Linked DNA regions of Sus scrofa: regions 1, 2 and 3 are each linked to region 4. The links are chromatin contacts, called in public Hi-C, HiChIP or PLAC-seq and promoter capture Hi-C maps. All regions are on one chromosome and are shown on one strand. Each heading gives the region's core, a stretch centred on a gene start, on an enhancer-like site or on the middle of the called end of the contact. The rest is flanking DNA. Distances are from core to core; before and after follow the strand shown. Region 1 holds the start of PPP1R9B (neurabin-2). Region 2 holds the start of PDK2 (pyruvate dehydrogenase kinase, isozyme 2). Region 3 holds the start of PHB (prohibitin). Region 4 holds the start of KAT7 (lysine acetyltransferase 7).

What was found. Promoter capture Hi-C pulls out the DNA fragments that hold promoters and counts their contacts. A called contact is a pair of places that touch in the nucleus more often than the background predicts. HiChIP or PLAC-seq counts read pairs in DNA pulled down with a chosen protein or histone mark.
Region 1: an H3K27ac HiChIP or PLAC-seq map of alveolar macrophages shows a contact between it and region 4. The contact joins the promoter of PPP1R9B here to the promoter of KAT7 in region 4. A contact is called at or near these places in 1 of 47 Hi-C or Micro-C datasets (heart right ventricle) and 1 of 2 datasets of contacts at active chromatin or transcription factors (alveolar macrophages).
Region 2: a contact with region 4 is called in a promoter capture Hi-C map of liver, with 2.9 times the contacts expected there. The contact joins the promoter of PDK2 here to the promoter of KAT7 in region 4. A contact is called at or near these places in 1 of 5 promoter capture datasets (liver) and 1 of 47 Hi-C or Micro-C datasets (liver).
Region 3: a contact with region 4 is called in a Hi-C map of liver, with 9 times the contacts expected there. The contact joins the promoter of PHB here to the promoter of KAT7 in region 4. A contact is called at or near these places in 1 of 5 promoter capture datasets (liver), 5 of 47 Hi-C or Micro-C datasets (epiblast stem cells, heart right ventricle, liver and 1 more) and 1 of 2 datasets of contacts at active chromatin or transcription factors (alveolar macrophages).

Annotation. Positions count from the first base shown.
Region 1 is chr12:26,335,611-26,340,664 of Sscrofa11.1, forward strand. PPP1R9B (neurabin-2) reads right to left here and starts at 1,479. Exons shown (of 11, transcript XM_003131593.5): 1 at 454-1,479; 2 at 1-451. The coding sequence starts at 952.
Region 2 is chr12:26,272,081-26,277,544 of Sscrofa11.1, forward strand. PDK2 (pyruvate dehydrogenase kinase, isozyme 2) reads left to right here and starts at 2,482. Exons shown (of 11, transcript XM_021067148.1): 1 at 2,482-2,739; 2 at 4,573-4,714. The coding sequence starts at 2,622.
Region 3 is chr12:25,605,593-25,611,184 of Sscrofa11.1, forward strand. PHB (prohibitin) reads right to left here and starts at 4,101. Exons shown (of 7, transcript XM_003131560.6): 1 at 4,020-4,101; 2 at 2,041-2,155; 3 at 51-212. The coding sequence starts at 2,128. LOC106505435 (a long non-coding RNA gene) reads left to right here and starts at 4,332. Exons shown (of 3, transcript XR_002337165.1): 1 at 4,332-4,410.
Region 4 is chr12:25,969,353-25,975,144 of Sscrofa11.1, forward strand. KAT7 (lysine acetyltransferase 7) reads left to right here and starts at 1,624. Exons shown (of 15, transcript NM_001195359.1): 1 at 1,624-1,781; 2 at 4,936-5,083. The coding sequence starts at 1,767.

The sequences.
Region 1 (5,054 bases), core at 229-2,728, 370 kb after region 4:
TCCGCGGGCGCTGCCTCGGCCTCCGACTCCCCGCTCTCCTCCACCTCCACCGGCTTAATCTTGCGCACCTCCCGAGGCTTGGGGGGCGGCCGGGCGGGGGCCACTCGGTGTTGCGGGGGCTGCTGGCCCCCGGGGCCACGCTCCTTCTCGGCCGGGGCATCCCCCGACGGGGCGGGCGGCGGCGGGGGCGGCTGGAACACCCGGGATCGCTTGCTGACCAGCTTCGAGTTGACCTGGGGAGCCCCAGCGCCCGGGGCCCTGGGCAACCCGGGCCCGCGGTGGAGGCCGGTCCTCGAGTCGGCCTTCTCGAAGACAGCGCTGAGCTGGCTGACGGTCGGTGACACGGCGTCGGCGTCGAGCTTGTCCAGCGCCTCGGTGCTGCCGTTGAAGCGCACCACGACGTCCAGCTTCCGGTCCTGCAGGCCCGCGCGCTCCTGCCTCAGCAGCCGCCCGCCGCGGCCTCCTTATCGCCGCCCGTGGCCGCCGGGACGCTCCGTTCGAACAGCTTCCGCGTCTCCTGCAGCCGGGACGGCGGGTGCGGCGGCGGCGCAGGCTGCGCGGAGGGCGCGGGCTTGGAGTCGAAGCGGCTCACGCGCTCCGACACGCTGGTGCCCAGCTTGAGCAGGGCGCTGTGGTCCACGTTCTCGTTCAGGCTGCTGGCCCGCGGCAGCGACAGGCGCACGCCGCGCTCGGGCGCCCGCAGGGCCTCGGTGGGGCCCGCGCCGCCGCCCGCCTCGCCCGGCGCGCCTGCCGTGGTGCCCATCTGCAGGAACATACTTTTGATGCGGTGGACGTTGGAGCCATATTTCTTGTGGTGGGCCGCCTTGGGTGCCTCGTCGGGCCCGGGCGCGTCGGGCGGCTTCAGAGCCTGGATGCCCGCCTCGTAGGCGCTGCGGTGCGGGGAGGCGCTCCGGAGGGGACCCCCGGGCCCCCGCGGCTCCGTCTTCATCATAGTGGGGGGAGCCGGGTTCGCATCCCCACGCTTCCCGCTCCCCCCTTCCAACAGGCGGCTGGCCAAGTCGGGACCACCGCCCCCTCCCCCAGAATAAAGGAACCCCAAAAGGCCTTTTGTAGGCTTCCCCCAAAAGCAGCTGCCAAAAACAGTAACCTCGCTTTAAAAAAAAAAAAAAAAAAAAAAAAAAAAGGCTAAAAAAAAAAAAATCTCCCAGCTCCCTGTGTGGGTCGCCTCCCCTAATCAAGCTGCCAAAGGCAGCCAGCCCCTCTGCCAAAGGCCGAGCGGCCTGGTACGGTCTCCCCCACCCAAATTAGAAAAGCGGCGGCCGGGGCGGGTGGGACCGCGCGCCCTGCCCGCGAAGCAGCGGCGGAGGCGCCGGCTCACATCGTCCGAGGCGGTGTCAGCGGGGCTGGTAGCCCGGGCGCCCCCCACCCCGGCCGGGGGCCTTGGCTCTCGGGGAGCCCGGCACCTGGGCGCCCATGGCTGCTCGGCCGGCCCGAGCCGCTCCGCCGCCGTGCCACCCACCCTCCCTCCCTCCCCCCCGCGCCCCGAGCCTCGGTCTTTCTCTGGCTCTGCCCGAGCAGCGGCTGCCCGAGACCGAGCGGCTGCCCTTCTCGCCGCCGCCGCTGGGGGACTGGCACCTCTGGGTCCTAAAGGGATCGGATTTCCGGGGCCGGAGCCTGTGAGCCCTCCCCTTCCCCTCCACCCTAATGTATTCCCTCCCCTGCCCGTCCCTCGCCGCAGCCGTGCCCTGACCCCAGAGGCTGGCTAGTCCTCCTGAAGCCTTCCATCCCAACCTCTGTGGCTTTTCACAACCCACGTAACTGTACCCCTACTAAATACTGGGGGGGAGGCGATCCACCATCGTGGTCTCCGGTGCAGCCCTTCTCTACCCCAGACGTGACGGGAGAACGGTGGGGAGGGGCAAACGATCATTTCCTTCAAGGTCCTTGGAGCTCCCTATTATGATCCACTTTGAAATTTTCAAAAATTCCGATTTCTGGATCCTCTCTCCCCCAAGCTTTGTGAGGCGGAGTCTCCGAGGCTGGCCCCGGAACCTGCATTTGAACAATCTCCCCTAGGAAAGCTTTTGCACCCTTTAAGGTGTGACACCTTGGCCCCGCGGAGATGGTGGAGAAGGACGGGGAGGGGAGAAACCCCCCTCAGCACCCAGGTGGCAGCCGGAAGCTGGCCTTTGACCTCTGGAAGTCTGCAGATGGTGTCCTCCCCTGCGCCCAGGCTGGAGAGGAGGAGCGGAGTCCCCCATCTTCATGCCCCCGACGAGGGCACTCATGCCTCTCAAACAGGAAGAAAGTGTTTGGGAGGAGGAATTCTGGAGCCTGGGGCCAGAGTTTCACCAGAGAGAGCTCTAGCTGTGTCTCTGATCTGAAGACACACTGTGTGCATGTGTGTGCGGGGAGGGAGGGGGAAGGGTGGCAGGGGCCTTCACATCCCCCACCCTGGCAGCTTGTCTTCAGGGTCCCCCACCCGCCACACACACAGCCAGAGGCCTGGGGTTGCCCTCTCCCCTTTCTCAGCTGCCAGGGCCTGGGAGGGAAGGTCCACTCCCTAGACCATGACAGATCCAGATGTACCGCTTCACCGCCCGGATCCCAGAACCTGATGAACACTGTGGACCCTAGGACCCAGAGAACAACTCAGGCACAAAGCCTCCCCCCACTCCCAGCTGCTTCCTGCATCTCAGGCCTTCCTGCGGGGCCTCTGCCTCCTCCCCCGCCCTCTTCCCTTCCATCCTCTTCCTCTTCTTCCCAATTTCCCACTTCCCCCTCCCCCGCCCTTTGCCTAGAAGGGCTGTCAAAAGGAATCCACTCAGCCCCCCCAATGTGCGGGTTTTGTGGGATAGAAACCGGTCAGCACGTGCAAAAGAGCGTGGGGGATGGGGTGTGGGAAGCCGCCTGGGAACCTTGAATATTGGGACGGGGAGGGGCCAGGAACCACAGGATTGGATCTAGAGGCTGGCAATCTTGAGGCTAAGGGAGAAGGAAGATTTGGGTTCTCAGCAGGGGCTTTGGGACTTGGGTTCCCAACGCCTGTCTGGGGCTTGAAGCCCCACCCCTACCTCACTAAGGAAGCTAGGTGAGACAGAAGTCTCACCTAGGTAGGGGCTGGGAGTTTGGGCAGAGTGTCCTCAGAAGCTCTTGTGTGGATTGGGGGAGGGCGCGAGCCTTGGGGTGTTCTGCCCAGAATCTCCCACACCCTTTGGTGAGTCATTCTAACTGGTCCCAGCCCAAGGGGTCTGTGCCCACGCTTCTGGCCAGGTGGGGAAGCCAGCTTCTAAGGATGGGAGGAGGAGCTGAGAACCAACTGTCAGACCCAGCGGACACCCCCCTACCCAACCCCACCCCCAGAACCCCCAACATTTCCAGCCGCAGCTTGGCGTGAGCTGAAATTATTGGGATGCTCTCAGCTCGGCCATGTCGAAACTTCCAAGAGTGAAAGCCCTTTAAGGACTTCGGGATGCAGGAAGGTTGGAGTCAGCCCAGAGCTTGGACGACTGAGGCGAATGAGTGGGATCATTCTTTCCTGGGCTCCCCGGGTTCGCTCAGCGACACCCCCAGCCGGCATTCCCAAAGGAGCTTTTATGGAGCAAAGAATGCTTTGCCATTACTCGTCCCTTCCCTGGGGTCTGGCGCCAGGCCGGCTGGCCTGTGAAAGGGGTGGGGAATGGGGTGTTATCACCACCACCCGTCCCTGCCCGCCTGAGGCAGTGATCACACCTGCCAGGAGGATAGGGAGGGGAGGGCGGGTACTGGGGTGGGGGGACAGGTCACACCCAAACTGAAGGGTCTGAGACCAATTTTCATTCCTCAGGCTGCATCCTCACTTATCTCCCAGCTCAGAGCCTCAGGGTAATTTAACTGTTCTTTCTCTCCCCTTGATCCTTTGTGGAGTCACTCGGGTGCTCTTGGAATAGGGAGTGGTTCCCAAAGTTAGCACAGGAGTCAGGCTGCCCAAGTTCAAATCCTGGCTCCCCCATTTACTAGCTGTGTGACCTTGGCCAAGTCCCTTAGCCTTTCTGTGCCCTAAGAAGATAAACTGAGGTGACAGTGGATGACACAGGAAGATAGGGTGTGTGCCTTTCTCCATTCTTGCTAAAAAGGCTAGAGGCTTCTACAGGGAAGAGATAATCCGCTCCCAATCCTCCTCCAGATCAAGTCCCTCCCTGTTTTCCCACCTGCCGTCAAATCTGATCAGGGCCCTCTGAGGCCTTTCCTCCGGGGCTTGCTAGTTTTAAACACCAGGTGTTAACTGCAAAGAAAGGTGATGAAGGCGGGGAGAGACCTGATTTGCGATAAATCCCAAGCCCTTAGTGCTCTGGGCACAGCTCCAGGCTGGGTGCCAAGGCTGGCTTCTCTTCCCAGCCCTGGGGCCTTGAGACTCAGCCTCTGAAAGTGGTGTTTCTGTGGTCAGGGTCATCTGAGCAGAGGGTGGCCATTTGTGGTGAGCCCGTGGCCCCTGCCCTGATCATGCTCCTTCATCTGTCCTCTTCTGCTGGGGACCTGGGCTGATCCGAGGATGCTGGGAAGACGTGTGTACACGTTTACATCCAGGAGAACTCACATCCAGGATGTCAGCAGTGGAGGGCCTTTAGTGGCCCTTGGCTGACCCCTTCCCAGGCGGAACGAGGACAGCTGAGACTTCCCGATGTGAAGGGGGAAATGACTTAGTTGGGGAGGAAAGAGACCAGGGTTTACAAGGACTGAATTGAGTCTGAACTCCACCCGTTTGCTGCAGGACTTTAGGTGAGTCATGTCCACTTCCTAAGCCTCAATTTCCTCAAAGGGCTCAACTTTGAATGTCTGAGTGTCCCTCCGGAGCATAGGCCATCCTGGGTGTCCCTGATTCCAGAAGAGAGCAGACTGGGGGCTTTGAAGCCAGACCATCTTGCTTACGATCATCAACCTGCTACTACTCGTTGCCAGTTAAATTCTTTCAGCTGTAAAACGGAGATGTTAGACCAACCTCCCATCGTTGTGAGAATTTACATTTAGAACAGCTCCTGGCACGAGGTAGGATCTTGGTGTGTTGGTCATTACTGATTACATATGTATATCCATATATGGGAGTGCCCGTCGTG
Region 2 (5,464 bases), core at 1,232-3,731, 300 kb after region 4:
ATTTCACAGTAATAGCCATAGCTGCCGTTTATTGATATTTACAGTGCACCAGGCACAGGGATCCACTTTTTTTACATATAATATTTCATATACTCTTCCAGGCACCTTGAAGACCGCATTCACCAACATCATCCATGGTCTAACTGCTGGTTTGGCGGTCCTCTCTGATACCGCTGTGGCATGTCTTCCCCGGGGACCCCAACTTCTTTTTTCACCTTTTCTCTTCAGTGTGCTGGATGCAGCGCCTGGTGTTGGAGACAGAGCCGTGAATCAGACCGAGATAGCCCTGCCCTCCAGAAGCTTAAAGTCTCTTGGGGAGACAGAGGAACAGATGATGACACTTCGTGTAAAGGAGTTAAAATGGGTGTTAGATCGGGAGATCTAAGGAAACTTTGGAGGGAGCCCATAACCCAGCCGGGCAGGTCAGGGACCTGAAGACTGAGTAAGTGAAAGTGAGAAGAAAGAATGATCCAGGAGTTCCCATCGTGGCTCAGGAGTTAACGAATCCGACTAGGAACCATGAGGTTGTGGGTTTGGTCCGTGCCCTTGCTCAGTGGGTTAAGGATCCGGCGTTGCCATGAGCTGTGGTGTAGGTTGCAGACGCGGCTCGGATCCTGGATTGCTGTGGCTCTGGCATAGGCTGGTGTCTACAGCTCCGATTCGACCCCTAGCCTGGGAACCTCCATATGCCACCAGAGCGGCCCAAGAAATGGCAAAAAAAAAAAAAAAAAAAAAAAAAAAAAAAAAAAAAAAGAAGAAGAAGAAGAAGAAGAAGAAGAAAGAATGATCCATACATAAGAGACAGCATTTGCAACAGCACGGAGATTGGAGACTGGTTCAAGGCAGTGGATCAGTGTGGCTGGGAGTTGAGCAGGGGAAATGTGGAGAGATGAGGCTGGAGAGTTAAGCCAAAGCAGACCATGTGAGAACTGGAAAGGCTGCAGGAAGAAGTGGCGAGCCAGCAACAGGCTATGAGCAAGAGAAGTAACACGGTCAGAGCTGCAGTTGAGAATGACCTCTGAACCTGTTTCCTCATCTACAAAATAGAGATAATAATAGCACAATAGAGCTGTCCTGAGAAGTAAATGAGATAATGAATGCAAACAGTGCTTGGCACATAGGTTATTATTCATTCAGCTAAGAGAGTCCCCTTCATTGTGAGGCCTTGCTCATAGCTCTGCATAGGCTATAATCATATTCTGTTATAACTATTTATTTATTTATGCAGCTCTCTCCCAGACTGAGAAATGAAACGATCGAAGGAAAAGGCAGTGTCCCAATCTTGTCTCTTTCCCTGTCCCAGCACAAAGCCTAAAATTTATTATGCCATTGGTGAATGTGAGCCCACGACTGAACAGCGAAAAACACCTCAAGGGGGTGGGGGGAGAAGCGAGGGACTTACCGCTCTCGACCACAAGAGGGCGCGCGCTGGGTTCCCACGAGAGAGCCGGTTGGCTGAGGAAGGGCGGGCTCTCCGCCTCCAGCACCAATCATCTCCCAGGACCTTTCTCTAAGAACGCTCAGAGCGAAAAAGGTTGCTTTCTTAGGTCCAAAGAGAAGAGAATAAAAAAATAAAAGTGTTTTGGGAGTTTCCCTCGTGGCTCAGCGGAAACGAATCTTACTAGCATCCATGAGGATGCAGGTTCGATCCCTGGCCTCGTTCAGTGGGTTAAGGGTCCGGCGTTGCCATGAGCTGTGGTGTAGGTCGCAGACGCGGCTCGGATCCCGAGTTGCTGTGGCTCTGGCGTAGGCCGGCAGCTACAGCTCCGATTTGACCCCTAGCCTGGGAATCTCCATGTGCCGCTAGTGCGGCCCTAAAAAGACAAAAAAAAAAAAAAAAAGTTTTTTGAAAACTTCATTGTAGCACTGATGGTAAGGGTTGCCTCTGCCGCCTCCAGGTGTTAATTAGGAGGTTGACTGACTTTTTTAACTGGAAAAGCAACATGCCGCCTTTTCATGAGCTGCTTGGATCTTTGTGATACGAGGGACTGACGTGGGCTCGCATCCAGATCCCGAAGTTAGCAAACATTCAATCTGAGTCACTGTCATCTGAATTGGGAACCCACTAGACCCCCTAAGGGAGAGCAGATGGGAATCAAGATAGGTGAATCGGGACACTTTGGGAGGAAATGGGGTGCGCTGACAGCTACCGGAACAATCTCAGAGACGAGACGTGAAGGAGTCTGAGGAGGGAGCGGGGAAAGGAAGGAGTAGAATAGGTATGGGAATAACGAGCCTCTGGGAAGGGAGGGGTTAACCCCTATGGGCGGGGAGGAGGAAGGGCGGGGTGACACCCGGGAGGCGGGCTCTCCGCCCGGCCTCCCGAAAACAACAGGCCGCTCCGGGCAAACACGGAGTTAAGGGGGCGGGCCCAGGGGGCAGCCACGTGCCGGGGCGAGAGGCAATTGGCTCTCCGGAAGTTGTTTGTGAGCGGCCATTGGCGACGTCGGGGCGCCGCGACGAGCCGATTGGCCGGACTCGGAGCCCCGCCAGGGCGGTGGTGGGGAGGAGGCGGCCTGGGCGGCGCGGGACCCGAGTGGGCCAAGCCGAGCGCCAACGCTGCCCGCGCGGGGTGCGGAGCCCGAGCCCGAGCCCGAGCCCGAGGCGCGGCCGCCGCTGCCATGCGCTGGGTCCGCGCGCTACTGAAGAATGCGTCCCTGGCAGGGGCGCCCAAGTACATCGAGCACTTCAGCAAGTTCTCCCCGTCCCCGTTGTCCATGAAGCAGTTTCTGGACTTCGGTACGAGGGGGCGGGAGGCGGCTGGCCACCGGGACCTGCGGGGGAGGGGGGGCTGGGGGGGAGGAAGGCGTCCTGGCCGTGAAGGGTTAACACGGAGGTTGAGAGAGACCGAGTGACGGGAAGGGTTGGCTTGCAGGGGTCCAGGCAGGAGAGGGTTAACGGAGAGGCCGGAGGCAGCCGGCCTTAAAAGGGTTAGGGCACCCCGGCTGGAGAGACTAGGCAGTGGGAAGTGGGGGCGCTGAGGAGGGATCGGAGGTATCTTCTCGGGCTTTGTGAGGGGTCTTGGTGAGGAAGGGGCAGTGAGGCGGTGATGTTAGGGCTGGAAGGCACGAAAGGGTTCCTGGGGTTGTTCTGGCGATTCTAAGAGTGAGGGTCAGAGAAGAAATGGGCCGGGATGCTGGTGGCTGTAAGGAGGCAGGGCTGGGAGGCACAGCCATCTGGAAGGAGACCTGTGCAGGGCAGACGTGGAGGGGTCAGTTGGGGGCAGGGGCTCTCTCAGATGAGTCAACAGGAGGGACACCCTGACCAGTACACCTCCGCCCACTGAAGGAGCTGCCCTCCAGCTGTCCCAGTGGGCAAGGACACTTGAAGATCAAATCTGCTGTGGCCTGGCCATCTGTCTCCAGCTGGGCAGGGGTCTGGGGCGCTGTGAGGTGCAGTCGGGTGCCTTGTACCCACCCTTGGCTGCCCCTGGGTTCTTGTGCCAGGGTGGCCTAACACCCCCCACCACCACCACCATTCTGGGGGTGGCTCTGGAGCCAGAGCAAGGCTGTGCCAACGTGGTGACTGAAACAGGCATTGTGTGGTCCCTGTCTGTTCCCACCGTGTTTCCATGGTGCCAGCTGGGGATTAGAAGGGGGGGTGCCCCTTCTCTCAAGAGTTGAGGAGAGACAGTGCCTGGCTCAGGTTACAGCTGCGTCACTGATGGCAGGCGGGGGAAGGTGGCAGTCAGGACACGGGGCACCTGTTCCCCAAGACCTGTCTGCCTGAGCTCCTCCCGTGTAGGAAAGCCTCCAGAGCCCCCTCTCAACCCCCTGCAGCTGCCCAGCCCGGCCTGGACCCCAGTTACAGAACTGTCACAGCTGGGAAGGGCTCAGGGTAGAGTCTGGTTCCCTCGGGGTACAGCGGGGGAAGCAGACCTTCAGAAGGATGGGGTACAGCAGGGGAAGCAGACCTTCAGAAGCATGGTGACGTGCCTTGGGTGACAGAGTTGGAAGCAGAAGCTGGACTTAGAACCCAGGTCTCCTGACTCTAGGCCATGGCCCCATCCAGTCCTCCACCACCTCTTCATCTTGAAGCCAGACCAAAGTATTGGGCCCTGGTTCTCAACCTTGTCCACCTCACAGGTGGGTGGGCATTAATGTAGGGGCAGCCCTACAATGGGCATAAAGAGGTGACACCAGGACCCTGCAGCTGCTGTGGTCCCAGCATAGCTCCCCTTAGCCAGGGGCGGGAGGGTGCTCATCTCAAGGTAGGGATAGATTTTCCAGGCTCCTCTGCCCACTTGGATCCACCCCCCTCAAAGTGGGTTGTGTGTCTGCTGGGAGGGAAAGAAAGAGAAGAAGCTGGGATGGAGGTCACAGTGAGCCCAGATGGCCCTGTCCCCCGGGGTTGGGTTCAGCTGCAGGTGGAGAGAGCATGCAGCCTCCCTAAGGATGAGGCTGGGTGGTGTGGCGGTCACTGCAGAGGTCAGGAGGGGCTCCTTGTCCTGTGCCTTGGCTTCTTCTGAACCCTCAGGAAATGAAGGCTTTAGAGATCTGACCCCCAAGAAACCCCCTGGCTCCTGTGCATGGTTCATGACTCTATGGGGCTCACCCTTCCCTCTCCCACCAGGATCCAGCAATGCCTGTGAGAAAACCTCGTTCACCTTCCTCAGGCAGGAGCTGCCAGTGCGCCTGGCCAACATCATGAAAGAGATCAACCTGCTTCCCGACCGGGTGCTGAGCACACCCTCGGTGCAGCTGGTGCAGAGCTGGTGAGACCCCTGGCTAGGTCCCTGCACCTCCCGCTCCATTGCCAGATGCCCTCTGCCCACCGCAGCCTTGAGAGAGATGGGGACCGAGGGGAGGCACCAGGGCTCCAAGAGGGCAGGAGTTCCCTAGGCCAGAGCAGGGACTAGGACCAAGCTCCTAGCCTCCATGTCTAGGGAACAGCCCTCCACCTTCCGCCCTACAGTCTCTGGAAGCATGGGATCCACGTAGGAAATGATCCTTTTCACAGCCCCAAACCCCAAAGCAGGCTAATGTCAGCATTTGGCCCCAACCCGGTTCTGAAAACATAGCACCTGTTGGGTAATACCCATCTGGGGCACCTTGGTGGGAAACAGAAATAGGGAGAAGCAGATCTTCAAATTATGTAATCCGCACAAGTCAGCCTATTTGGGAGGATGGAAAACATGCAAATAGACACAGGGATGGCACCATACCAACCCCAGAGAGCTTCGGACGGGCAAAGACCAAAGTTTATTGCAGAGCAGCCATAGCAGAGAGAAATCCTCAGTAAAGTTCAGGCGAAACCTCTGTCCAGGAGTTCCCGTTGTGGCTCAGCGGGTTAAGAATCCGACTAGTATCTATAAGGATGCGGGGTCGATCCCTGGCCTCCATCAGCGGGTTAAAGAGCCAGCATTGCCACCAGCTGTGGTGTAGGTCACAGAAGCAGCTCGGACCTGGCGCTGCTGTGGCTGTGGCCTAGGTCGGCACCTGCAGCTCCGATTGGATCCCTAGCC
Region 3 (5,592 bases), core at 2,851-5,350, 360 kb before region 4:
CAGTAGCCTCCCCGACTCTCCACTTGCCCTGACCCACACACAAGACTCACCTTTGCTACCAGTGATCACTGGCACGTTACGTGGTCGAGAGCGGCAGTCAAAGATAATTGGCTTCTGTACCCAAGGGATGAGAAAGTGCGTCCCTTCCCCTACAACAATGTCCTGCACACCACGGAACCGGTCAAAGATGACAGCTCTGTGCCCAGCATCCACTAGGAATGAAGGAAAACGATGGGTCAGAAAAATCCCTTCACCCGTTAACCAAAATGATCATGCCCTTGAAAGATCCCTGGCGCCTTTTTTTTTTTTTTTTTTTTTTTTTTTGCTTTTTAAGGGCTGCACCCAAGGCATATGGAAGTTCCCAGACTAGGGGTCAAATGGAAGCTATAGCGGCTGGCCTAACCACAGCCATAGCAACATCAGATCCAAGCCTCGCCTGCGACCTACACCACAGCTCACGGCAACACCGGATCCTTAACCCACTGAGCGCGGCCAGGGATGGAACCTGTGTCCTCATGGATACTAATCAGGTTACTGCTGAGCCACAACGGGAACTCCTCCCAGTGCTTTCTATTCATGTATTAAGTCTCCCCTCTCCTGCTCTACATTCCCAGACTTCTGACCTCTAGAGGCTTCTAAATGGCTACAAAACAAAGCAATCACTCCCATGTGTCTTCCCAAGGACTTTGGTTACAGGAGCTTTCCTCAGCACCCTTTCTCTCTGAAACAACTGGCTGCTGATTTTCTGATTAACCACCTCACTCCCAAACTCGCAAAGCATTTCCAGAAATCACTTCTCAAAACTTTCTAAAACTCACCAAGGTCTTCACTGTTACCACATTCCCTCCGGTTCCAGCCTCACCCAGTGTGCGCAGAAACAGCACCCTCACTCCGGCAACCCTACAACTCAGAAGGCCCCACTCTTTACTTCCAATAGCTTGGTTTCTCTACGGTTTTAAGGGGCTACAGAGCTGTCTTGCTGACTGAGAGAGAAATGAGTGATGGTGATGATGTCTAGCCATGCAGGGCTGGCCAAAAAGATCAGAGTATATCTGCCTTTTTGCACTTTGTGGTCAGTTCAATTATCTTTTTTTTTTTTTTTTTTGCTTTTTAGGGCCATACCCGTGGCATATGGAGGTTCCCAGGCTAGGGGCCTAATTGGAGCTGTAGCTGCCAGCCTACACTACGGCCACAGCAATGGAGGATCTGAGCCGCATCTGCCACCTATACCACAGCTCATGGCAATGACGGATCCTTAACCCACTGAGTGAGGCCAGGGATTGAACCCACATCCTCATGGATTCTAGTTGGGTTCGTTAACCACTGGGCCACAAAGGGGACTCCCTGGTTCGATTGTCTTTACCCTGAAAGTAATCCTCCGTGAGTTGGGTCAGTCCACTGCTGCTTTCCAACAGTGAAAGTTCAAGAACATCAGAGCTGGACGCGGTCTTACACATACACTAGTTCAACACTGTTGCCCGACCATGAGAAAGCTGAGGCCTGGGGAGGGAAAAGTGACTTGCCTAGGGTCACACAAGAAAGTGGATGAAAAACCAGCTTAAAGCCCTGCCACACTGCTGAAAGCTGGGCAATGCATCTCAACGCTATTTTCTCTGGAATGACCCAACCACAGCAGAGCAAAAGCTCCTGTTCAGGACAAGGACAAGGTCACCAAAGGTCTAAAGCCCTTGAGTTATCCCCCACACAGGCAGAAGGGAACAAACGAGATCTCCATTTCAGCTGGCCAGAGAAACCCTGACACTCTGCTGCAGCATCACTGTAAAGAACAAGAGCAACCGGAAACACCAAACTGGGCTGGGAGGCTCTCTGTGAATCTAGGCTCCGAGAGAACCTTACAGCTACAGGGACAGAGGCTCTGATGACAATGCAACTATACGGTGTTAGGATGGTGGCAGGTCAGTCTTTGGTCACAAACACATTCACGGACAGCGGCTGCCCACAGGAGTGTCACATGGGCCAGGCAGACCAACAGACATCTTCTGGCAAAGGGCAGTGGCCCACCACCCTTCAGTGTCTCACCATTATACAAGGCAGAGTTCACCACGCCTCCTGCAACGGCTAAGGCCAGGCCAAACTTGCCGATGGACTCAAACACCTTGGCAGCCATGTCTCCTTCTGCTGGACCCACTCACACCTAGGGGTGAAAATAAAATAAACAAAAGACTAGATCCCAAAATCCCGAGAGAAAGCCCTCTCTGAGACATCACGGGTACTTCTGAAGCTGGCTGTTTATTTCTCCATTCTTTTTTTGTTTTTTTGTTTTTGGTCATTTTAGGGCCACACGTGTGGCGCATGTAAGCTCCCAGGCTAGGAGTCAAATTGGAGCTGTAGTAGCCAGCCTGTGTCACAGGCATACCAGATCTGAGCCTCATCTTTGACCTACAAGGCAGCTTTCCGCAACACCAGATCCTTAACCACTGATCGAGGCCAGGGATCGAACCCTTGTCCTTATGGTTAGTAGGCGGGTTTGTTACCACTGAGCCACAACGGGAACTCCATTATTTCCCCATTCTTGAGAGCTTTGAATCATCCACTGAAGGACATTTCATAAATAACACTCTGCAGCTTTCAAAGGGTATTATCAATCCCTTTGCTTTTCTTTTTTCTGCTGCTTTTTTTCTACCACTTAAGAAAAGGGGCCTGGGGATGTTCCAGCACAACGGGTCAGTGGCATCCCTGCGGTGCCAGGACCAAGGTTCAATCCCTGGCCCAGCACAGTGGGCTAAAGGATCTGGTGTTGCTGCAACTGCGATTTGGGTATGATCCTTGGCCTGGGAACTCTATATGTTGTGGGGCAGCCAAACAGGAAACAAAAAGAAACAAAAGGAAAAAAGGGGGCCTGGGGCAGGTGGTTCAAAATGCAGGAGTTCCTGTCGTGGCTCAGTGGTTAATGAACCTGACTAGTATACATGAAGATGTGGGTTCGATCCCTGGCCTCGCTCAGTGCATTAAGGACCTGGTGTTGCCACAAGCTGTGGTGCAGGTTGCAGATGTGGCTCCGATCCCTCGTTGCTGTGGCTGTGCTATAGGCCGGCAGCTGCAGCTCCAATTCGACCCCTAGCCTGGGAACCTCCACAGGCCTTGGGTGCAGTGCCCTAAAGGAAAAAAAAAAAAGGAAGAGGGCATGGGATTATGGGATTGATACTTGATACTTAGCACCACACCAGACCACCCTCCCCTTTCCTGGAGAGGCAGGCCCCAGGAGAGTCTGTGTGGTTAATTCCTTGGAATTTGGGCTCAGAAAAGAATGTGATTACAACAGCAAAAGAATGACACTAGGCAGTCTTCCTCACATCAACCTCTATGAGGATTACTACAAAGGAGGAAACTGAGGCACACAGAGGTCACAGGAGGAGCCTAAGATCACACAGCTAGCAGTGATGCAACCAGGATTAGAACCTGGAGGTCTCGTTCTAGAAGGCAGAGCTAAACTCCTGACCCTGCTGCTGCTTATCATCCGGGATTGAGAACGACCTGTTGTTACGGAAGCACAGGCTGGATGACATTCTGGGGCCAACACACCACAAGAACCAACTGGGCCAGAAAGGCCCTAAACGGCTGCAAAGCGAGAGGGAGAGGGGCGGGGTGGGCGGGAGCAACGCCGATCTCACTCGAATCCACTCAAGCACTTAACTTTGTCTTGCTCCGCCCCATAGTGGTCATCCACTTCGGCCTCCCCTCCCTCCTCCCCAGATCACAACTTCTGAGACTACCCTGACCTCTCCCCGTGCATTTAAATATTTCTCTACCAGACCTGAATTCCCGGTCCTGACCCCTCAGCCTTTCCATTTCTAACAGCTTCTGGATTATTCCTCACCCTGCCCCCATACACACCTCCTTACTCTAACGCAACCTCCTCCCAGGCTCACCCCCGTTCCCTTCCGACACCAGGTGGACCCACGCACTCGTCCCACCGGCCCAAACTTCAAGGCATGGGAGCTCAGAGGGACCACGGAGACAACCCGTCGGGGGCCGCAACCACCCTGCTCCATTCTCACCTGCTTCCACTCTGACCTCCACATGAATTCCCCAGCCACACATACCGCGCATGCGCCGCGCAGCTCCTCCTCTTCCCCCCAGCTCTCCTTCCAAGATCCGCGTCTTTGATTGGCAGGGACTGGCGCTGTGCGTTCTGGGAAGCGTGGCTTGCGGCGGTACCCTGGTTCCCGGGCTCTTCGCACGGGAACTACAATTCCCAAAAAGCCATGCAGCGGCCGGCCCGAGCTGAAAGCTTTTTCTCTTTGGTGGTACTAAATGCCCAGGGTTGCCGCAAAGCCTTTTGGGGGCTGTAGTTTCTTGGGAGAGAAATGCACGTGCCTGTTCTGAAGCGATCCTAGAGCCCCCGAAGATGGGCCCTAAGGCTCTAGGAAAGAGTGGCTGAGACTGCTGGTAGGTGGCGAGGATGGGCAGAGGAAAGGTTGATCACTTTGGAGAAAGTTGTGAAGTAACCGGTAGGCTGAGAGGTGAAGGGGCTGTCTTCTTTTCTTTCCAAAGAAAGAAGTGTTTTGAGTTGTGGGACATGGATAGCCAGGGAACGTTAGAAACCATCTGGACTAGAAAATGAGGCCCAGATAGAAAGGGATTCATTCAGGGTCTTGCACCAATTTAGCAAAGGGGTTGGGCTTAAAGTTAGGGTCCCATGGGTACTTTTTTTTTTTTTTTTAAAGTCTCTTTGGAGTGGTTGCATGCATCGTACAAAGAACACGTGAAAACCTTACTGAAGGTTCATCTTTTGCTGACAATTTGCTCCATTTGCTTTGTCGCTCTAAAACAACAAAACAGCCAGTTATTTTACCAGTAAATTGGGTTTATTTGGGAACATCACTGAATTGCAATTCTGGACATGCAAACTTTGGCACCCTGCAGGCAAGTGTGCAGAGCAAAAAAGACCTTTTTTTATGTTGGAGAAGGGGGAGCTGGGAGGGGCTGTTATAAACAAAGAGTTAGAGGAAACAATTTGAAGTGTAGTGGCTTTTTATTGGCTGAATTGTGACGGTCTCTTATTGGCTGGGCTGTTGCTGGACGAGGAGAAAAATTTCCTTCCTCCTCCTGGATAGAAAAGTGGTACCCTTCTTCCTGTTGGGGATGCAATGGTAGCTCTTCCTCTTGGGTCTCTAGCTGTTGGTAGGGTGTGAGAGTTCCCTATTCTGGCCTTCCTGGCTCAATGTAAAATGAGCTTTCTCTTTATTAATTTTCACATCTTATAAGTTGTTGCCTCCTCTCCCTCCCTCGCTTCTCTCTCTTTGTATTTTCTAAGAGTAAGGATATCCTCTTATATATCTTTAATAAGTTCCATCTACTCTCTGCATTCCACTTTCCCCCCAGTGATCCAATAGTGAACTTCGTAGCAGTCTACACACACACACACACACGCCCCTGCTCCGTACAGGATGCAGTCCAAGATTAGGTCTTGTGTTTATTTTTCATGTCTCTTTAGTCATCTTTAATTTGTCTTCAACTTTCCTTGCTTTTTATTACATTAAAACAGGGAGGGGAAAAAAAAGAATGTTTCTCATTTTGCATTTGTCTGATGTTTCCTCATCATTAGATTCAGGTTTTGCCTTCTTAGCT
Region 4 (5,792 bases), core at 374-2,873:
TGAACATGGAAGTTCCACATCTGGGACCTACACCACAACTCATGGCCATGCCAGATACTTAACCCACTGAGGCCAGGGATGGAACCCACATCCTCATGGATACCAGTCGGGTTTGTTACCACTGGGCCACAACGGGAACTCCCGAGATATGGTCTTAACATAAGTGCTCTTTACCAGTAGTTGGGGAGCCAGAACACCCAAGAGTAACCTTGGGAACACCCGAGTAGGTGCAAAATAACAGTAATAGTGTGAAATTAAATAAGTTCTTTTGTGCAGTTCAACCTAAGTAGGCCATTTAAAGGTGTTTATGGTAAACATTAAAACCTAAATACTAACAGCTGCCTGTGTTATTACCAGCCCAGGATACACCCAAGGAGAGTGCTAAATAAGGGTCTGGAACTCTAATCCTTCTGAGTCCTCTGCTTAGCACAACAATCAGATGTTTACCTTCTGCTGCTTTGTTCTTTAGTTCAGCTCCAGGGGGAAATCTCCATCTTAGCTAGCCTCAGGTGAAACGGGCTCCAGGATCCTAACTTAATGACTCTTGGATTTTTTTTTTTTTTTTTTCCTCCCAGTCTCTGGGCAAAGCTTTACTCCACACAAGGCTTTTCTCCCAGCGAGGTTAAATCCTCAACGCTTGCTGTTCACTTCTCAGCCTTTTCTTACCGCTCTTCTGCCAACCTTACATCTTCCACCAACTTCTCCTTTCTAGGCAGCTAACATCAATGCCTTTCTGAGCTCCAGCTTTACTAAAAATATTCCTTCCTCTTCCTCCAACTCCTGACTCAAGCGTCTGGATTTCGAGAGGTCACTTGGGCTAATGGGGTTCAATGCTTTTCCAACTCTGGTACCGCGCACGCGCGCACACACACACACACACACTCATCCCGAGGGCCACCCAAGGCTCTCAAACCCATACAGGATGAGGGGACGAAGTGGGTGTGCTCACCACAGAGCTAAACTGGTAATTCTTTGGAGCAACAGTTTCTGGAGAATGGTTGTGTCTCCTTTCGCGAGTGAACGGATCAACATACTTGCGGTTCGCTAAAGGCAAGGACAATGTCTCCTCTACCAGACAAGAAACTTCTTCATGAAGGACGCTACCTTCTTTCTGTCCTTTCACAAGCCCCCATTCCCAGCACTGTGAGACACCGAATGGCTCTTAAAATAGTTTCTTGTGCAAAATAGCCCTTCCCAATTTTGAGTTTATGTGATAAAGGGAAACGTCCTTTAGCCAATTCGGCGACTAAGGGGTTAAACCTCAGCAACCTGATGGATTCTGGGGCTTTCTTTCCTCGACTTCAGAAATTAAAACCAAAGGGAAGGGAAATTTTGCCCATTGTAAAGATGAGAACTGTTAACTTCAACTGTCAGGCTTCTGCCCCAAACAGGAATGGCTACCCACGCCTACAGAGGATGCCATTCCCCTAACTAAAAATGGCGGGCCCCAGTTTCCACTGTCGCTGCCACTTTCTGCCCAATTCCAAAATGGCTCCCGCTAGCCTCACCGGAGGGGGAAACCTCCCAGAATCCTCTCTGGCCCTAACGTCAGGTGACGCAAGCCTCAGCCGGAAGTGGAGGAAAAAGCGCCTCAGCCCGCGGCGCCTGCGCAGAAAGGTCTAGACGCTGTGAAGCAGGAGGCACTTGGGATCGTCCGCAGGATTGGGACTGCTACAGAGGCCGCCACGGAGCCCGCCGGAGCCACCGTTCCCACTGCTGCTGCCGCCGCTGCCCGAATCGGAACCGTCGGGCCGCAGCCGCCGGCAATGCCGCGAAGGAAGGTGAGAGGAACGGGACAGGAGGGATGGCGGGTTTCTAAAGGGCAGTCGATTGAGAAGAGTGACGCAGTTGGCCACGCCTCACAGTGGTTGGGTTCCAACTTCCCGCTTCCCTGAACCTAGCTCAGCAACCCTCGCTTCTGTCCATACCCAACAGAAAAATGTGGGCCCGACTGTGGCCTCGGCCTATGCTTGCACCTATTCCCGCCCTCTGCTTGCCTGGCTCGGAGGCGTTCTTCTCGGCAATTGGTCGCTGAAACGTCTAGAAGCATGTTGATTGGCTGGCGACACCGCCCATTTGGGCCCAACGGTCACCTCCCCGCGTGTGGGGGCGGTGTCTAGGCCCGGCTCTACCGCTCTCCGACTGGATGTAGAGAACGATCCCTCTTCTCTTGATTGGCGGGGCTTGGCAGTCTGTCCTGTGGGGGCGCGGTTTAGCGGGACCGCGATTGGGTGGCACGAGTCCCCTCCCATCCGTATGGTGATGCTCATAGGAGGAGAGGCGGGGTTTGGGGAGTATCCTTCCTTTCCCCGCGGAGGACACAACAAAGCAGAGGACTGGGTGGTAGAGAAGCAGCGCCCACTCCCGAGGGATCCCTTCCAGGCCTGTTGCACCTAAGCTGCGGTTTTCCCTTATGTGCTTAGTTGGACAGCGCCTAGAAAATGAAGTTCGTAAATCGGAAACTTCCTAGAATTAAATGGGACTTGACGATGTCATCTAGGGACACCCCCATCCCTTTTCTCAGCTAAGCAGAGGCTTAAGGGAGTGCCCCAAGCCACTCAATTAGGCAATGACAGAGCCTGGACTACAGGACAAATCTAATTCAGTTCAACAAACGTTTATTGACTCTTCGCTATGTGCTGGTTGCCGAGGACTCGAAAATTAATTAGACATGATCACTGGCTTAAGGAATCAGAGTCTGAGAGGAAAACAGACATTTAAATAACTGTAGAAGGGTTTAGTAAATTCTCTACTTGGCAGTAATAAAGATTAATGGGAGGGAAGTGGAGCAATTTAATCTGCTCTGGAGTAAGATGGGAAGTAGTTGGTGAAAGCAGTAGAGGAGAGCTGAGCTCCAGGGTCATGCCAGGAAGGGATGGGCAGAGATGATTAGGGATTCAAATAGCTGGGTAATTGGATTGGATGACCTTTAAGACTCCCCTTTCATCTTAATTTTTGGTGATTCTCTGTGGATCCTCCACTCATTTCCTGGCAGATTATCCTTGAAATATTTGGAACGCTGGGTGGTGGTCTTGCTCATTTCTGCAGAAATCTTTCTCTTCACAGAGGCTTTCAAATATTTACATTTTTTAATGTCTCCAAAATGACCTACATTGATAGGTGGTATTTATGTTAAGGCTCACCAAATAGTACTGGTGTCTTGGAATAGGCCCACAGTCTCCTTTTTGCAATCCCCAAGTACAAAGAGTTCTTGAAAATGTGTGTTTTTTAGTAACTTATTTCTTGGCAGAACCTGTTCTAAACTGTTCTGAGGCTATTTACAGTTTTTGTGTCTCATTTAGTGTGATTGTACATATATTTTGCTGCAGAAAGGGTGTTATTTGCAGGATGTATGCAGACTATTCCTTTCTAAAAAATTATGAATTCTAAACACATCTGATCCTAAGGGGGCTTTTTGTTTGTTTTTGCTTCTTGTATGTTTTTTTTAAGCAAATGCATCTCTCTTTATGGTTTAAAATTTTTTTTGCTTTTTTTTTTAGGGGTGCATCTGTGGCATACAGAGGTTCCCAGGCTAGGCATCAAATCAGAGCTACACCTGCTGGCCTACGCCACAGCCACAGCAACGCAGGTTCTGAGCCACATCTGAGAGCTACACCACAACTCACAGCAATGCCAGATCCTTAACCTGCAACCTCATGGTTCCTAGTCGGATTCGTTTCCTCTGCACCACAGTGGGAACTCCTCTTTATGGTTTAATAAAGGGTATGGTGTTAGCATAGGAGGGTACCCCAACCCTTCTGGCTTTGCTCTAGGATTCCCTGGGAAGGAAAGAAAGTTGGAATTTAATACAGAAAGCTGATGATCAATAGGTGATAATAAGTTGAGGGAGAAAATGTAACATACTTTGAGCACTTAAATTGTGCCAATTTGGTTACTGCTGTATGAGCATGCTGCAAAATGGGAGAAAAACTTCTGTTTTTTCAAACAAGTGTTTAATGCTTAATTGATAAAAGTTATCTTTATGGTTAATTGTGTCTCTGGAGGCTGATAATTGACAAATAATATTAACTGTAAAGGTGATTTTAAAAAACCTTCTGTTTTTGCATACCCATGTGTCTTCGTTTGCAAACCACTCCCTCCCCCCTTTTTAAAAGCACTTTTGGGGTACATGTGGAGAAACTTCAAAGGGAGATGACATAAGTAAGAAGAATTACTATTTTTCTCCCTAAGTTTGAGATCAGAGTTATAGACCATGATATTTTGAATCAGTGTGTGGTTTTTAATTCATTTTATTTTTTTATTTTTTGGTTTTTTTTTTTTTTTGCTTTTAAGGGCCATACCTGCAGCATATGGAGGTTCCCAGGCTAGGGGTCTAATCAGAGCTACAGCTGCCAGCCTGCACCACAGCCACAGCAATGCAGGATCCGAGCCACATCTGCAACCTACACCACAGCACATGGCAACACCGGATCTTTAACGCACTGAGCGAGGCCAGGGATCAAACCTACAACCTCATGGTTCCTAGTCGGATTCGTTTCCGCTGAGCCACGGTGGGAATTCCAGTGTGTGGTTTTTAAAAATGTAATAGCTGTTTATGTAGACTTTGAGCAAAAGCTACTCCAGAATTAAGTGAGGCTGTCACTAACATTTTTCTCTTTACCCTGGACTTTGTATAAGTGCATTGTTATGTCAGCCAGACTATTTTGAGTTCTGTATTTTCCAGTTTCCAAATCAATTTGTTTCAGAACTAATGATGATACAGTAAGAATTAATTCTCTTTATTTATTTAATAAAGATGCACTATTCGTAGGTTGTTCCATTTAAATGCTCTAAATGAAGGGAAATTGGCTGTGGAGTCCTTTCTTAGATTTGAGCTTGGTGTTTTCAGCATCACAGTTTGTTTTATTTCCAGTGTTATTTCACACCCACGGAGTTAATGTTTCTGTGCTAATGTCTGGATCTATGGTGTTACAGAGGAATGCAGGCAGTAGTTCAGATGGAACCGAAGATTCCGATTTTTCTACAGATCTCGAGCACACAGACAGTTCAGAGAGTGATGGCACTTCCCGGCGATCTGCCCGAGTCACCCGCTCCTCAGCCCGGCTAAGCCAGAGTTCCCAAGGTAAAAGGCCGCTTCCTTCTTCCTGATCACACCTCACAGCTCACTGGTCATCATGTTACTGTGCTAGTTCATGTGGAAACTGGTCCCTTGACGTGATGCTGATGACAGAATCTGGTACAGTGCAGAGCAAATGACTGCTAAAGTGTCAGGTCCTTAAGGATGGTTCTGTTGGGGGTCCTGTCCAATTGTAGACCCGGAAGAACTATCTCTGGTATGGTACATTTGTGACACCTGTATGTCTTGAGTCTTTTAATTTTTTATGGATTACAGTTTCCCTATAAAATGAGAATGGTATCTTTTCACTTTTTGTTAGAATGGCCTAGGAACTTGATAAAGTGGTGTCTCGAATGTGCTATTGGAGGAGGCCTAAGACCTTTAAAACCATGTTTAATTTTGTACTATAGTCAGGTGCACAATCAATACAGATGACCCAACTATCAACTATAATAGTACCCAGAATTTTGCTATGGTAGTAAAGAATAGAGAATCTCGGTGTTGGAAGGTTCTCTAGTACAGTTAGCCATCTGGTCTTAGATTTGGAGGGTACCCACTGTCTTGGCTCTGCTCTGAGATTCGCTGGCAAAGAAAGAAAGTTGTGAGTAATACAGAAAGCTGATGGTCAATAGGTGATGATAAATTAAGCGGGAGAAGTATACTCCGAGCACTTAAAAGTGCTGATTTTTTTTTTGCTGCTATATGAGTGTGTTGC